2 separate regions of the Mus musculus genome follow, and region 2 is linked to region 1. The links are chromatin contacts, called in public Hi-C maps. All regions are on one chromosome and are shown on one strand. The core of a region is the stretch at or near the end of the contact, and the rest is flanking DNA. Distances in the headings are between cores, read along the strand shown. Region 1 overlaps Ctnna3 (catenin (cadherin associated protein), alpha 3). Region 2 has its middle 61 kb from the start of Gm40677.

What was found. A called contact is a pair of places that touch in the nucleus more often than the background predicts.
Region 2: a Hi-C map of cerebellar granule neurons shows a contact between it and region 1, with 4 times the contacts expected there. The contact joins two enhancer-like sites. A contact is called at or near these places in 7 of 39 promoter capture datasets (the 3T3-L1 cell line, cranial neural crest, embryonic stem cells and 4 more), 1 of 15 datasets of contacts at CTCF or cohesin (hippocampal excitatory neurons), 29 of 484 Hi-C or Micro-C datasets (adipose-derived mesenchymal stem cells, brain, cerebellar granule neurons and 15 more) and 8 of 115 datasets of contacts at active chromatin or transcription factors (SST interneurons, astrocytes, embryonic forebrain and 5 more).

The regions. Positions count from the first base shown.
Region 1 is chr10:64,073,709-64,079,110 of GRCm38.p6, reverse strand. The region is part of intron 7 of Ctnna3 (catenin (cadherin associated protein), alpha 3); the gene reads right to left. All of the region lies in intron 2 of Lrrtm3 (leucine rich repeat transmembrane neuronal 3), which reads left to right. Among named protein-coding and RNA genes, the nearest start is that of Lrrtm3, 14 kb to the left of the region's middle. Within about 2 kb of position 2,445, at least 80 of the 459 cell types and tissues checked have an H3K27ac peak or open chromatin away from gene starts, as enhancers often do. A contact at or near this core is called in cerebellar granule neurons, where this site is marked.
Region 2 is chr10:66,571,083-66,576,685 of GRCm38.p6, reverse strand. No RefSeq gene overlaps it. Among named protein-coding and RNA genes, the nearest start is that of Gm40677, 61 kb to the right of the region's middle. Within about 2 kb of position 1,680, at least 7 of the 459 cell types and tissues checked have an H3K27ac peak or open chromatin away from gene starts, as enhancers often do. A contact at or near this core is called in cerebellar granule neurons, where this site is marked.

The DNA of each region.
Region 1 (5,402 bases), core at 1,196-3,695:
TGTCACAGGCTGCCCCATGCTTGAGTTCTTAAAATGCTGGTGTTAGTCTTCTGAGCAAACAGATTTCTTTTCTGAATTCTTTCAATGTCATTTGGTACAGACATTTCCAGCCATTGTGATAAAGTTACTGTTGCAAACAATCCAGAACAAACATATGAATTCTTTGGCAGCTTTATTGCATCAGTCTAATGTTTATTATATGTTATATACAATGTATTATATATAATCATACATATTATATATCATATATTATATCCTATTCTGCATGTAATATTCCCATTTTATCACTGAAGCAATTTCAAAATCTATTCTTTTGAAAAAGTGGAGTATAACCGATTACATTCAGATGGAAAAATTATTTCTATGTTGGCAATGATCTGACAGTGGCTTTTGCTTATGAAAGTTCTCGGGGTTTTCAATATTTTCCATGGCATTTGAAAGTGAAAAACAGCTTTTAAAAAAAGCAAGGAATAGCATTTTATTTAAATTACTGTACTTTGTTTTCATGAACTTGGGAGACCTGGCTTCTCTTGGAGCACTTGTTCCTGGAAAAGGTCCTTTGATCATGAGTTTAGATGGCTGTTTATCTCAGTCATTGTGTAGCTCCTGCTTTGGGCACATTCTGAGGCCTCAGCTCTCTTCCTGCTTGGAGCAGGTTACCCTCCCATCTCCCTAGGTGCTAGGCTGCAGGTCCACAACTGTCTGATCATATGCATCTCCAAAGAACGACAATTGGAGGCTCCAAATTTCAAAGACTTGTGGCAGTATATTCATCTTTCTCTTCATCTCATGAAAAAAAAAATCCAAGTATGCAGAAAGCATATGAATCACATGAAACCAAAAGCCACCCATGGCTGCGCCCCCTTCATCCCTCCATCCCTGACTTCTCTCTCATCTTCACGGTGAGTGTTTTCCTTTTCATCTCTCCATCCAACTTTTATTTGTAAGCTTATCTACGCGACTTGAACACCTACCTTCAGATCATAATAAAAGGAAAACAGTAATGATGCTTAATCTCTTAGAAAAACCAATAATTAAAATGATACAGTCTAATAATTTAATGAAATAGAGAGTAAAATATTCTAGTTGTACTTAAGATCTTTGAGGCTCTACATGAAAAACTATAATTTTGTAAATTGCAGCTTGATTCAGAGTAGAAAGCGCATGCTCTCTAGTCTCTGTTTAAGCCATGTTTTAGTTCTGGTTTGTAAGGGAGGGCAGAGTTGGGCTATCGTTTCCCAGGTGAGGTGATGCTCGGGTTGGGGACAGTGGCCCAGGTTGCCATCAGCAGAGCAGACTGGCCTTGGAGACATTTGTAATGGGAGGGCACCAATGGAGCCTTCCCTTTCTTTGTGAACACCACAAAGATCTCCAAGAGCCCCGCAGTGTGTTTTTCCTGCTGTCTGCCTGGAATTCTAAGGAAGCCTAATCTTAAATCTTCTAATAGCATTGTCCCTTTGTCCATCTTGTTCCATCCGCCCAAAGGTTCCGGTACAATCGGTTCTTCCCTTTTTAATCCATGCCCCTCTTGCTTCAGACAGGTCTAATGGCTACATCATCATTCTTTCCAGTTCTTACAAACTTTAACATCCGTATTAAAGAGGAGAAAGCGTAGGAAAGGTTGGGTTTTAAAAACGTTTTTATTCTCAGGAATGAACCATACTTCGACTAACTCAGGTAGAGTGCCTCTGCGTGGCCTGAATTCATGCAGCAAATGTTCTGAAATTCTGCTTTAACCTCTTTCCAATGAACACATTTGCATGAAATATCAAGTGATCAAATGAAGGCTCCAGGTGATTAGCTAACCTGTAGCCAGTCATAGAGGCAAGAAACATTCTGGAAATACCCAGCAGCCTTCCAGGGAGGGCCCCAAATCATTTCCCAGAGGTATGATTTGTATATAACACTGTTAGCCACAACAATCTCTTGGCATTCCATTCCTTGAAGATCCAGCAACACATTTTGCAGATGTTGAATGGTTAGCTCCTTCTCATTTGGTTGTCTGAGCTCACAGTGGCCCACTGGTGAGTCTACAGATGCGGGAAGAAACCCCGCCTGGTCTTTTATTCCTATTTCAATTGTTGCCAAGTACAGATACCATCTCTGGTGATGGGACAAAGCAACTTAGGTTTCTAAGCGTTCCTGTGCACGCCAGGAAAGACATGCTTCCTGCTGTAAGTATGTCTTAGTGCCAAGTGTTGTAAAGAATGCAGCCGAGCTTGCTCCTGGGTTTCAGAGTTCATTCTCCACCTGTAACGTAAGGGGGAAAAAAAAGAGAAGTGGCCCAACACTCATCAAGAGCACGGAGGAAAGGCCATTTAGGAAAAAAAAAAGAAGTCCTCTGTGTATGCAGGAAGGTGCTTCACAAGGCAGACAGCTACACCACAGTAGAGACAGCATTTCCTCAGCTGATTCAGTTCATTAAAATGCACAGTTACAACAGGCTTCCTTAGAGCCTGCAGCTGAATGACCAAAGTCTCCATTTGCTCCAATGTCACACGGAACGCGATGAGTCAAACATGCTGCCCAAACGCAATTCAACTTGCTAAAACCCAGCCCTGTGAACACCACATACATTCCTCGGGCACATTTTAAAAGATGCCAGCACAATTTACCACAGAAGGGGAGAAGATGTTTGCAGGCAGGCAGCAGCAGCAGGAGACTATCCTAGCTTGCTCTCAAAGTAGTTTTAAATATAATTCTCGGATAGATCTGAGGAACTTCTTTATCTCCAAACGTATGGGATTTGCATATGACAGACAGCCTCCATTGGCTTCAGGGATTTAAGAGTTATATGGAAACTCAGAGGCCACAAAATCTATTTGTCAAGTAAACTGCAGAACGCAAGGGCAGCCTGCAAGGCTCATCTGCAGACGTCCTCAGGATGAGCCTGGGAGGAGGGGTGCTAACAGCTGCAGCCTTCACTGCACTGGCGTGCCAGCCAGAATTCAAGCTGAGTGAGTCAGAGCATGGCTCAGGGAGGGGGCTGGCAAGTGAAATTAAAGAGGGGAAAAAAATAAAAAGACAGAAGTAGTTTTAAGATGCAAGTACTCCTGAAATCAGTCCACAGGTATTGGCAGAGTCACATTCACATAGGCGTGACCTGTAGAATTTTAAAGATATTCCAATCAAATCGCAGCATGGAAGACTTGCTTTTATTCCCTGGTGTCAGAGAGAGCTTGAGTTATGTCCAGCTTTTGGTTTTGTTAGACTAGTAGCCTGAGGTATTGCTAGTTCTGCCATCTGTAAAAGGCCACTTTATGACCCAAGACGATTCTGAAAGTAAGCAGAGACAAAGAGGTACCAAGTCAGCTGAAAAGACCTCTGCCCACTCTCACCAAGTGTTTGCACACAGAGCAGCTAGCTGACTTTTATGGCAAGGTGGATAGCCCGACATTAAATGTTGAAGTTGCCAATACAGCAGTTTGCCACGATGGCTAAATGTTCCTTGATCAGCCATCACGTCAGACAGCAGAAAGGAGAGGCATCTTCCAGCAACTCGAGAGCCCCCTGCGAACAAACTTTAATAGCTTTCTTACGCTATGGTGGTTTTGCATAGCACTGAAGAAGCAATCTAATGCTGGTGTTAGTTCTACTAACAATATAGCATCTCTATTTAATCAGCATCACCTGAGAAACTGCATCTGTCATCTTTCTAATAATCCCCTATAAAGCTTGGTTGGGATGCTTTTCCTGTAACTCAAGTCCCCTCCACTGTTAATTTTGTCCTCAAACCATCAATATATCTCCAAAGTCACTGTTCTTTCTACTAATGCTAAGTCACATGGCCGGAAGAAGTTGCCATCTAGTTGACTATTTTTAAGTTACTTTATTTGTGAGTGAGTATGTATGTATGTATGTTTGTGTGTGTGTGTGTGTCCCAATGCATTTGTGTATATGTGGAGGTCAGAGGACAACTTGCAGAAATCAGTATATTCCTGTGGCAGTATAACTTGTTTTCTCCTGTCATGTCAGTTCCCACAATCAAACTCAGGTTTCTGTGTTTGTCTACAAGCATCTTTGCCCACTATTGAATCATGTCCCCAGACCTATAAAACTAATTTTTTTTTAAAACATAGTTGGTTTCTGGTGTGAAGCCAATGTAGACAGTTGGAGAAATATATCACAATATTAATATTTATATTTTAAAATTTTAAACTCAGTGTGATATGATAGCTAAATTGCATAAGAGAAAACTCTCCCAAGAGATCTGTGATTGTTTTCTCCATGATCTGGGATTCTCTGAAACACACCTGTGGGGAAGCTACATTTATTGTCTTAATTGGCAGGGAAAACCCAACCCCTGTGGGTAGCACCATTCCCTGTCTGGGATCCTGGACTGTGTAAATGAAGAAGTAAGCCATAGCATGCATACATTCCTCTCTATGTCTTCATTAGGGACATCCTGGAACCAGTTCCTTCAGGCTCCTACTGCCTTGACTTCCATACCACAACAGGCTGTGCCTTAAATGCTAAGCTAAAATAAACCCTTTCTCCCTTGAGTGGCTTTGGTTAGAATATCTGTCACAGAAACAGCAACAGAAACTAAGACACAGTGTAAAAGAATTCCACTAGACATTTGCTTACCACGCTTCTACATTTCAGAAAAGGTATGGATCTTTTTCCCAGAAGACAAATGTAATGTAAGAGGTCAAAGAATATTTGGAACTCAGAGCCCAGACCACTAGCAAAGTCCCTGTGTTATGCAGCTATTTGAAAATTTATATGATCGAGTAGCAAGCTCCCTTTTCTCCAGAGAGAAATCTGGTGTGGACCCTTCAGTGGAGACCTGGTAATAATCCATTTCAAAGACTCAGAAAAGAACAGAGATGCAAAGCGCTATAAAGGTTTCTAAACAACGCAGAATCTGTGAGTTGGTATATGCTTAATGCGGATCTCATTGAGCTGCTATGCGGATTCATTAGTTAATTAGTTACTTAATGACTTTGAAGTGTTAAGTCTCATTAGATGTTTCTTTACACTTTAACACATGTGTGAGAGAAATTACTCTGAAATTAGAAACTGACTATACGATTCAAACACGTTGGGTCTTCCCATGGTATACTTCAATGGTCTTTCTTGTTCTGATTATTTTTTTCCCAGACAACTCATTATAAGCCTATTAGACCCTAGCTCTATAGTTTTCAGCACTGGCATTAGCAGTGAACACTCAGCATAGCCTTGACCAACCCTCAGACAAAGATGCTATTTTGTAATAATACAGCAACATGTTACTTTCACATAAAACAGAGTGGTGAGTGCAGCTTTGTACATCTCAGGAAGGTAAATACTCCGTTGGGTAAATCTGAGAAGAATTAGATAATGAGAAGTTTCCTTCCCGTCACTGTGATAAAATACCCAGGCAAAAGCAACTTAAGAGAGAAGGGGTTTATTTGGCTCTC
Region 2 (5,603 bases), core at 431-2,930, 2.5 Mb before region 1:
ATCAAATCTACGGGGCTTTGAGGGACTTTGTCAATTGAACTAAATGAAGTAGGTATGCACACTCATCTTTCTCTATTTCCACAAGACAGATATGATACAACCAAATACCTCAACTCCTGCCTTCATGACGTCTATGCCAGGAAAGACGGAGCCCTCAGACTGTGAGACAAGATAAACCTTCCCCTTCCTTAAGTTGTTTTTGCCAGGCGTTTTGTCATAGCAACAAAATGCAACTATCTATTGGCCACTGTGGAATTGCTATGAGCTGGTTGGCACAGACCTCATGGTGAGAGTTAAGTGTCAAGACCTGTACCCTGCAACCAAAAGTCTGCTCACCTGAAAAGCTTATCTTCCAGAGGAATTATCTTTTTTTCGGGGGAGGGTACTGTTAGTAAAATTTAAATATCATTTAAAAAATGAACATTGGTCAGGAAGTTCTACATAATGCTTGTTATTGCAGGAAGGGAGCCTTGGGTCTTCTGTTTCATGTTTTTCCTGTTGCTATGAGAAATCACCAGAAGCAAAGCAAACTCAAAGAAGGAAAGGTTCTTTTTGGCTAATCATTTCTTGGGGGAAGAAGATCCACCCTGGTGAGGAAGGGATGGAAGCTGGCCAACAGACAGCTTGTTATCTGCAATCAGGAGAGAGGACAGAGTGAGAGTAAGAGGGCAAGAGAGCAGAAAAGCTAGAGAAGAGAGAGATGGAGGGAGAAAGGGGGGGAAGGGGAAGGGAGAGAGTGAGGAGGAAGGGAGAGAGGGAGAAAAAGCAAGAGGCGGGGAGGGAGGGAGGGAGGGAGGGAGGGAGGGAGAGAGAGAGAGAGAGAGAGAGAGAGAGAGAGAGAGAGAGAGAGAGAGAGAGAGAGAGAGAGAGAGAGAGAGAGAGAGAGAGAGAGAGAGAGAGAGAGAGAGAGAGAGAGAGAGAGAGAATATATGCTCACTTTTCTTTTTTATTCAGGTCAGGATTCCAGCCCATGGAAGAGCTCACAGTTAGGTTAGGTCTTCCTACCTCAACTCAATGCAGAGACTCCCTCATTTAGACATTTCCAGAAGCTTGTGTCCATGATGCTTTTAGTTGATAATCTTTACTTTCCCACCACCTTTAAAGTTGTGGGTATAATGTCCAGCCCAGGAATTATTAAGAACGTTCAAGCTCAGACTGCACTTAACTAAATTACCCTTCATCCACTATGAGATTGTTGTCACGTTTTCCACTCTATAGACAGAAGCCTTTGCAATTCGTCTCATTTGTAACATCTCCATCCTTTAAAGTACTTGTCTCTTCACCCTGACATTCCAAACTGGTTCAGCGAGACACAAAGATGTCTCCGAAGGCGGTGGGACTATTAATGCTCAGGTTTAATGAAGTGACAAATCTGATTTCGACAACACTGGCTTACCGTGGGAAAAGTGCCAAACCTAGAATCAGTTTAATTCAATGAAAGCGATGCCTTGTGTAAACTCTACATATCAAATGGCCCCATGTGTGTGTGTGTGTGTGTTTGTGTGTGTGTGTGAATGCATACATGAAAATTATGCAAATATAATAGCACGAATGTAGGTCAGTTTGGAGTAGGCTTTTCATGCCTGCTGATTTTATTTTGCTATTCCTATCTCGAACTGTAGGTGCCAGCAGAGACTTGAGGAATTGCTTCTGCATGTCTCAAACCCCTTTCAAGATGTGTTAATGACTAGGAATGGCCTTGAGCCCAGGCAATCTTGAACTGACTTTACATTCCCAAGCCACAGTTGGCATCCCTTCACAGTTTTGCATTGTACTCTTGTGGTCAGAAGTGAGCACACATCTGTGGTCTGGGAACCTTACAGTGTCTTTTAAATAGGATTTTCCTTATTGGGTGACTGTCTCTGCTCTTTACTGGGGACCCACAGGTACCCCATATAGACTTCTGCTTTTGTTGCCAGTGCCCTGCCCCACCACATCTATTTGTCATACATTTAAGCTTCTTTTGGATCCCAGAGGTTTCTCCAAGATGAATGTATCAAACTTGGCCTAACTCTTGAGTCCTTTGCACCCAGACCCGTTCCCCCAGCCCCAGGGCACAGTATACTTGTATACCTGATACAGACAATCCTGCTGGGCTTCTGATTTGTCTTTAAGTTCTATAATGGATGACACACCACCTTTCTATCCACTAAATATCCCAATCTGTAAGTTAATGGTGCATAGACTTTCACTGTTCTTCCTCATGGAGTGCCATGAAACCACAAAAGAGGGTAAAAGGGAACAGGCTATGTCCTTGAAGACATTTGGGAAGGTATTAGTTAGGCCATTGACAAAATATGCGTGATAGTCATTGCTACAAATAGCCAGCTACACAATCCACATAATTTGCCTGCTTAATATTTTACCTCTATGTTCCAACTCTTCCTAATTTGGATCTATAATAGTCTCATAATCCTGGTCAGCACTATAGCCGTAGATTTCTCTAGACCACCTGTATTAGTTATTCTCTTCATTGTTATAACTAAATACCTGACAGAAAGTGATGTAAGAGGAAAGGTTTGTCTTGGTTCACAGTTCCAGAGTCCAGGTCATAGTATGGACTCATGGCGGTAGGAGCCGCAGACAGCAGCCCAATGCAGCTGGTCACAAGGAACCTACAGCCAGGAAGCAGAGAGAGATGCATGCTGGGGCTCAGCTCACTTCCTCCTTTTCAGCCTGGGACTCCACCCATAGGATGTCATCCGTCATCTTCATTCAGGGTGAATATTCCTTGCTCATTTCAATATTTCTAGAAACACCCAATAGCTATGCCCAGAGGCATGTTTCCATGGTGATTCTAAACTAGTAAAGTTGACAGTGAACATAAACCATCACGTTGTATTTGCTTCTGTTGGGAACCTGCAGGGAAAATTGCTGAATTTAAACTACTTTAAATTTTATTGGTGAGTGAATTCAGTTCACAAGTTGATGTGGTGATTAGTTTCCGTTCGTATTTTGTCTAACCTAAAACTATTACCTAAACCGCTGTTCCATCGCCACCAAAGTGGAGGCGAATGTTTCCTCTGTGGGAAATTTACTTCTTGATGAGCTTTAGACTGGAATGTAGATTTTTGGATCTCCATTTCTCAGTTGAGGAATCCGGGTAGATTCTTTTACTAGGGTAGGTTTCCTTTCTCAGGGGCACCATGAATGGTGAATCTTATCTGATAGCATGGGTGCAACAAGTACTTAATTCTATTTCGGGACACAAGGAAAAAGGCAGAAGAGTGCATATCTGACTGTCAATGTGAGGTCCCTGAACAGTGAGACAAAAGGGAAGGCGAGAGGAGGGGCAAGAAAAGAAGAGAAAAAAAGAGTGGAAGGTGGTATTCTGCTGTGTGTTCACACACAGAGAGATAGCACTTTCTTCAAGATGGGGGATGGACATGAGTCCATCCCCCATCTCCCACCTCCACTCCAACAACCCCCTACCTTCCCCCCAATCCCCCCATCTTGAAGAAAGTGCTGCAAACTTGCTTATCATCTGTTTGGTGAGAAAAGCAAGCTGCCAGTTGTGTGAGAGTCTCTTCAGGGAACATCAAGCTCTCTCTGGAGGTGTAGATGCTGGGGTGTGCTTGGATGGATGAATGTGAGGGAGTGGCCTGACAGCCTTGCTGTGAGGAACAAGGGCTGAGTGGCAGAGGAGACTGGGGTGATTGTGGTCTTGCATGCTTCAGAGATGACCCATTCTTAGCTCCCACCTTGCAAACACCCAATTTGCTCTTGTAATTTGAAGCACTTACAATGAAAACAACAACAAAAAATGAATCCAAGAGACCCATTAAATGCTTGATGTTCGTTTTCTGGCCCAAGAGATCTGAAATGGCTGTTCAAACACAGGCTGGTGGTATATCCAGCGTAGAGAGAGCACCTTTAAAAAACCAGATGACTCTTCACTGGTTGATGTGACAGTCCCTGACTTTCTAGGGTTTGGTATGGTATGAGTTTTATTGTCATTCCCCTTTAACAATGGCACATGGGACATGGAGTTATTGGTCATTTTACAGCTCATAATAATGATTACCAGTGTATATCAGTGGAAGTGTAATTGTTATCTCTAGGCCAGAGGCATGGAAAACTAATTAAGGCTTATGGTTAATGGTGGCTTCCATTTGATGTTTAAGATGTTACTAGGTGAACTTCCAGTCTCAATTTCTCTCTTTCCCTGCCACACCCACTCCAGTGAAAACTGAGTGACAGGCCCAAAATCTTGGACCAAGTTCTGAGGCAAAAAGTTTCATGGAGTCTCCTGGAGTCTCGGCATCCTGTAGCACGAATGCTCCAAACTTGTCCCTACATCAGTTGGTGAATGGATCTGTGTGCTTTCCTTCAATATTGTTTTATTATAAGTGCCTCCAAGGAACATATAGCTAAGTTAGATTAGCCTTCACCAACGTTCCAATATCCTAGGAAATCGTTGAACCAACCTTGGGCTTTGAATTTTGTAAGAATGCTACTCATTCAGACGAAAAGCCTCCAGTGTTGACAGAGAGATAGTAAAAGAAATCAGGCATTACTATCTACTACATAGAATTAGAAATTTCAGGGCAAGCTTAGCAAAGTAAGTTTAGAATTCTTATTATAGTTATGTATGGCAGACTGCATTACTTAATAGAAGAAAGTCCCCCACAAATTCACTTAGAATAACAGCTGAGTCACTCCCATGTGCAGGAATTTACAATGGCCTAGGAAGAAGGAAGGTTGTGGTTTAAGAAGGAACTAGAATAAATACTTAGAATAACAGCTGATTCACTCCCATACACAGGAATTTACAATGGCTTAGGAGGAAGGTGGATTATACATTAGAGTAGAATTGGAACTATGGCAAGGGCCCTGGCTTCTAAGAATAAACTGACCTTAGGTGGGGCTGCTTTTGAACCCAGTTGTAAACACTAATTTTTATCCCAGTTGTAAACACTGCCTGGTTTCTCAGCTTTTGTGTATGCATTTATCTGTTTTGTGTAAAGAGTCATTTTGCATTGGGTAACTTCAGTGTACCTTGGATGACCTTAGTGTATCACCTAACGTCCTTGTTTTCTTCTGTAATATAAGTCTGATGCTTGCTTTGAGAAATTGCATTCAGGTACAGCACTCTCTCTGTGTCAGTGTCTGTTTGTCATCCCACCGACTCCTTGCCCACCTGGGTACCAGGACTCTGATTCTCCTGCAGGTTGAGGGGCCAACTGAGTCCAGTCCTCAGCATTTCCCCTACCTTTTATCTTATTCTTCTCCTCCTCCCTTTTCTTGTTTCCCTCCCTCCATCCTTCCTTTCTCCCTTTCCATTTGTCCTTCCTTTACTCTTTCCCCCCTTTCTTCTTCTAACTTCCACCCCTTTTCTCCTCAGATATATATTAGGTGACAAGAACCAGATTGCATGCTACATCCTGTGGATAGAAGACTCAACATGGAGAACCCCTTGTGTATCTAGAGGAGGGGACAGGACATTTGCTGCTCTCCTTTGTGGTCCCATTACCATGTCAGTAGCAGGATACTGCTGCCCACCCCTTCTTGGCCCCATCTTTTTTTTTTTCCATTTTTTATTAGGTATTTAGCTCATTTACATTTCCAATGCTATACCAAAAGTCCCCCATACCCACCCATCC